2 separate regions of the Ovis aries genome follow, and region 1 is linked to region 2. The links are chromatin contacts, called in public Hi-C maps. All regions are on one chromosome and are shown on one strand. The core of a region is the stretch at or near the end of the contact, and the rest is flanking DNA. Distances in the headings are between cores, read along the strand shown.

The links. Hi-C and Micro-C count contacts between places; a contact is called where the count stands out from the background.
Region 1: a contact with region 2 is called in a Hi-C map of skin fibroblasts, with 7 times the contacts expected there. The contact joins the promoter of MST1 here to the promoter of MST1R in region 2. A contact is called at or near these places in 6 of 16 Hi-C or Micro-C datasets (blood, mixed tissues, omental adipose tissue and 3 more).

Annotation. Positions count from the first base shown.
Region 1 is chr19:50,556,231-50,558,955 of ARS-UI_Ramb_v3.0, reverse strand. MST1 (macrophage stimulating 1) reads right to left here and starts at 1,456. Exons shown (of 18, transcript XM_042236213.1): 1 at 1,351-1,456; 2 at 326-473; 3 at 135-247; 4 at 1-54. The coding sequence starts at 1,444. RNF123 (ring finger protein 123) reads left to right here. Exons shown (of 40, transcript XM_042236205.1): 2 at 1-185.
Region 2 is chr19:50,403,557-50,406,323 of ARS-UI_Ramb_v3.0, reverse strand. It overlaps MST1R (macrophage stimulating 1 receptor), which reads right to left and starts at 1,367. Exons shown (of 20, transcript XM_042236189.1): 1 at 1-1,367. The coding sequence starts at 1,104.

The sequences.
Region 1 (2,725 bases), core at 207-2,706, 150 kb before region 2:
CCACAGTGCCCCGGTACTCGACCCCGGTGTCCACGATGCAGGTGCGAACATAGTCTGGGAGCAAAAGACCCAGAATCAACAAGGCGGGAGACCTCAGCAGCCCTCTCCCCAGCGCACCCTTCGCAGCCACTCACTTTTCTTTTGGAAGAGGTCACAGCGCCCGGAACGCTGCAGTCGTGTATGAGGTGAGTGCTGGGTCCATGGCAGCAACTGGCAACCATGGCTGCTCAAGTTGTAGTGGAAGGCCCTGGGAAGAAGGGGCACAGGGTCACCAGTGCCCAGGTTCCTCTCCCTCCAGTCTTATCGAGGCCCAGTGGGCACTCACCTGCAGTCCAGGAGGGGCCCACAGCGGCCTGCACACTCCTCAGCATTTGCCACATCTTCTTGCCAAGGCCTGGGCCCCCCTGAATGTAGCAGGTGTTGCAGCTCCGTACCTCGAAGCACCTGGAAGTCATTCAAGGGCGAGCGCTGCCCTGCAGGGTGGGCATGCGAATCAGCACGTGTATATCAGCATGTGCATACTTTATTCATTCAGGAGATCAAAATAAAAGGCCTCTGGAGTGGACCCTGTGATCCCTTCAAGGGTCAGACCCCTGTACTGGATGGGAGGAGCAGGCTCAGACATGACTGTAATCACTAGCGCACCTGTTTAGTGGGCAAGGCACTGGGCTCAGCTGTAAAACATATACTCTGAGCTCAGTGCATGCTGGTGCTGGCCCTATGGAGCTTATGCCATCTCATTTCTCACGTGAGGATGTGAAGGCTCAGAGCTATCTTATTAACAAGGCAAAGGCCCAACCTAAGCATTCTGACTCCAAGTGTAAGTTCTAACCAGCATAAGGGTAAATGCTGAAAGTGTTGGTCGCTCAGTCCTGTCCAACTCTTTGCGACCCCATGGACTGTAGCCTGCCAGGCTCCTTTGTCCATGGGATTCTCCCAGCAAGAATACTGGAGTGGGTTGCCATTTTCTTCTCCAGGGGATCTTCCCAACCTGGGTCTCCTGCATTGCAGACAGATTCTTTACTGTCTGAGCCACCTAACCAGCATAAGGGTATATGCTAGGTAGAAGGATTAGGTCTGGCTCATAAGGGATAAATGCCTGCATGTGTGTATGTGTCTGTGTGGTCCTAACACTGCCTCAAAGCTACAGCAGACATTTCACCGCAGGCCTGAATATCAGGCAATGTGTTTGTGTTCCTTTGGCTGCCCAGCTCTGTGAAAGAAGCCAAGGTCACTCACTGCTACAGGCTCAGTAGGAAAGTAAGTTCCCGGCTCAGATAGCAGGATGGGCCTGGGCCGACCCCTTTCTGAAGGCAGATGGGGATCAGGGCTGAGGGGAAGGGCACTTACCAGGGGCCCCTGAGAACCGTATCAGAAGCAGCAGGAGTGGCAGCCACCCCATCCTCCTGGCTGGAGGCTGCACTGTGACCCACCACAGCCCCATCCGGGAAGTTGTGAAACCTGTCCCTACGGGATTGGGTGGCTCTGTCTCCACACCCCCACTCTAGGCTCGCTGGGATCTGACCTGAGACCCAGTGGCAGTAATGGAGGTGGTGCCAGGCCTCAAGCCCCCTAGGTGAGGTACAGGGGTCCTCACTCTGGCATAGTTACCCCCAAGAAGTCCTCCCAATATAGTGGGCGGTGTTGGAAGGGTTCACTGGGGACACTTGAGGTGCCGTGGGGTGGGGGTGTGCGGCCCCCACAGTCTAGGCCCCTCTGAAGGGAAGGGCTGTGTGGATATGCTTGCTGCCAGAGGCCAGAGTTCCAGCCTTAAAGTGGTGATATTAAATTTTCCTGAGTTTCAGCTTTCCCTGTAAAGTGGAGAAAATTCCCTGTTGCTTTGATGACTGATGGGCTCCCACGGGGGCAGGTCTGCCCACGCCCCTGTCAGCAGAGCCCAGGGAAGCTCTCCTCGCCCGGCCAGAGGTGCCATCCCTGGGAAAGGTGAGCAAGGCCACGCGTCTAGCCTGAATGGAAGTGAGGGTGACAGGTGGCAGAGACCCTTGGGAGGAGCAGCCTTTCGGACGCCCTAGCGGACCTTTGGGCTGGATCTCCAAATACGGGCAGGAGTAGAGAGATAGGCGGCCAAGGTCTCTCAGGACACAGCGTTAACGGCACGGCTGGGCCAGGAGCTCCTCCCGCGCCCGCGCAGGTGGGGGACGGAGGCGAAAGAGGCTGGGCGGTGGGGGCGAGGCGGCTCCGGGAACATCCCGGCTTGGAGGCTTCAGAGGGGGGGCGCCACCTAGCCGAGGCCGGGCGCGGGTCGGTGCGCGTGCGCGTGCGCGGCGGCCGCTCGGTTTGGCCACGGACGGGCGCCGTAGCCGAGAGCTGGGCAGATGTTGTGAGCCGGGACTCGGCGGCGAAGGCTAGGGGGTGAGTGAGGGGCGGCCGGGCTCCGAGATGGGCGGGCTTCCCCGTGGCTCCCCTTGCGTCCCCGGCCCGTCCAGTTGTGAGAGTGCTAGCCGCGCGAGGGACCGCAGCCTGTGGTGCCGGACTCCGGGCCGGAGCTGGCCTGGAGGGTCCTTCAGAGCTTGGGGCCGGGACGGAGGCGACTTGGGGGAGACTAGCAGTGCCCTCGCGTCCTTGGGGGTGGCTTCGATTCCGAGCCCGGAACCCTCGGCGGGGCTGAACGGGACGACGTGGCAGGGAGCCCCCGGACAGAAGTCAAGGCCCGCCTCGCACCTGGGTCCTCAACACCTGACACCGGGAGTGGGCGTCTGGAAGC
Region 2 (2,767 bases), core at 118-2,617:
CACAGAATTGGGATCCGCACCTGGGTGGCTGTCTTTGCTAGCTGAGAAGACCCCGAAGAGCACTTCCTGCCCCTCAGGGATGCTCAGCTCAGCGGCTAGGTGGCCGCCCACTGGAGCAGCATGGGCTGCCCGCAGCACCGGGTAGGGCTGCCCACCCTCATGGGCCGCGCGTCGCCGGCGTTTAGGGGCGAAATGGCAGTCAAGGACCAGCTCTCGGTAGTCGCCCAGGTCGGTCTCGACAGCACTGAGCCGTGCCAGGCGCGTGTGCAAGGCGCCAGGAGCAGCTGCCACGTCGGTGGGCTGTACCATCAGGAAATAGACGAAGGCTCCGGCGTGGAAACTGTACACATATTCGATGCGGTAGGAATCGAGGTGCTCGGGCAGCACCGAGAGCGCTGAGAAGCCTGCTGCGAATCCTGAACCGTCGGCCTTGAGCCGCCGGATGGACACTGAGAGCGGGCTGAAGCTGGCGGCCACTGCCGAGTCCAGTGACGATGCCACGTACAAATAGGATGCCTGGCCCTGCTCAACCACAGTCACGAGGGTGCCCAGAGGGCTGGCTACACAGTCGGGACAGTCCTCTGGCCGATTGTGCTCTGAGAAAAGGCAGACCGGTGGCGCCAGGTGCAGGGCTGTCCCGCCTGGCTCTAGCTCATGCAGGAAGCAGCGGCCTCGAAGGCTGGAGCCACAGCTGATCAGAGCCGGAAGCGCGGGTTCCAACACCAGAACCTGTGCATCTGTGTCTCCTGGCGGGCCGTGGGGGCCTGGGCCACAGGCCTCACACGTCTGGCAGCCAGGGTCTCCAACAGGGCCGGTGGCCAGGCTCTCAACCGGCTGCAGATCAGGTCCAAGCACATGCAGGCGATTGCGTGTGGCCACGAACACCGCACTCCCTTCCCTGCCGCCCTCGTAGGTTGCAACGGCTTGTACCCGACTGCTGGCGGAGAAGCTGGGCACCGAGTACTCCACCGCAAAGTCGCGGGAAGCAGCATACGGGATGCGCGGGCACTGCCAGGACCCGCCAGTCTCGGGCACCGCCGGCAGCGTCGGCGGCAGCAGCAGCAGTAAGAGGAAAGGCTGCAACAGCGGCGGGTGGAGCTCCATCGAGGCCCAGGTAGGGCCCCGTGGAGGTTTCCGCAGACCCGGGCCTGGCTGGGAGCAGACTCGAAGTCTGGGTTGGTACCCGCGTCGAGGGTCGATCCTGGGAGCCCCGGGGCAGCTGACCCCACCAGGACTCCTGAGATGCCCACCGCCCTCTCCTGCCCACAGTGGCCGAGCGCCTGGCGCGGGCGGACACACGCAGACAGAGAGGCCGCCTCACCTGTTGCTCTTGTTGCCGCTCCCAGCCGGAGATTAGAGCAAAGTCTTTCGGAGCTACCCCGGCGCGGCGGACAGGACCAGGGCGTGGGGCGGAGCCGTGGGCGGGGCCCTCTGGTCGGCTGGCTGGCCGACTTTCCCCGCCCTCGGAAGCCTGGGTCCTACACCTACGCTTGGGCCCTTTTTCCTCAGTGGCCTGTGAGTGAGTGGGTGTAGAGTGGCCCGGAGAGACGTTTAGTAGATCTGAGCTGTCCTGTCCCGCCCCCTGACGATCGACTGGGCGGAAATGGGAGGGGTTGCCCCAGCGCGTTTGAGGACCATTTGGTATCCTTCTTCTCTCGGCTCCAGGATACAGCAACATCCTCAGACACTCGTTCCTGGTCAGGGCCCAGGGAACTCTTTTTGTGGGGACCAGAAGCCAGGAATGTGTGGAGAACCAGAGGGGAGGTGTGAGGAGACCCCAGGAGTGGCACTACCCTCTTTTGAAAGTGTTATTCAGTCGTGTCTGACTCTTTATGACTGTCGCCCGCCAGGCTTCTCTGTCTGTGGGATTCTCCAGGCAAGTATACTGGAGTGGGTTGCCATTCCCTTCTGGGACTATCCCTCCGTGGACCTGCCCTGGGCTGACTGCGACAGGATGGCGGTCAGAGGCTACTGCCTTGCATCCGGCCTGCCCAGGGCAGTGGGAGTTATAAGATGGGGCCCACCCTGTTGGCTGGATCTTAGAGTCAGAGGAGAAGCAACTTACATGGAGGCCCAGCCCTAGCTCTGGTCTGTCTACCACTGCCTCCGTAGGTGGCAGCTGCAGGGATGGGGTCAACAGAACACAAGCTGGCCTTGCTTCCTGGTTCTGTTCCAGCACCTCCCTGATATGCAGGAGACATGGGCTTTGGCTTTCAGGGCACCTCTAACCTGTTCTGTTAGCCTTGCTGGGCCTCAGGCTTTCAGTCTCCGAAATGAGGTGGTTGCCCAGAGTTCTCTCTCCAGGCTGTGATTTGTGCAGGGTGGGAGTAGGGGAGTCAACCCAGGTCTGCTCTTGCCATCTCTCAGCATCTGCTCTTTGGGAACTACACCCCCCAACACTGGAGCGTCCTGGGGGACATCTTTAGCCTGATATCCACCTCAGCCAGGTGGGCCTGGGCCATGGAGAGAAGGAAAGCTTCACAGAGTGACGCTAGGTTGAGTTCTGAGTGACCTGTGAACTGTGAGTCCCAGAGATTTGTAGGGTAAGGAGTGCAGGTGAGGAGAGGAGACAGCCCAACAATATTCAGCCTGGCCCTACGAGAACCTCCTCCACTCATCTCCAGCCTATACTCCTAGTTCCTCCTTCCAGGAACACCTTTTCCCCTTCCTTCTCTTGCAAAGTACGTGGCATCTCCTCCAGGAAGCCTACCTGATCTGGGTGGTGCCAAGTCCATTTTGTGGGTGCCATACACCCTGTGCTACACCT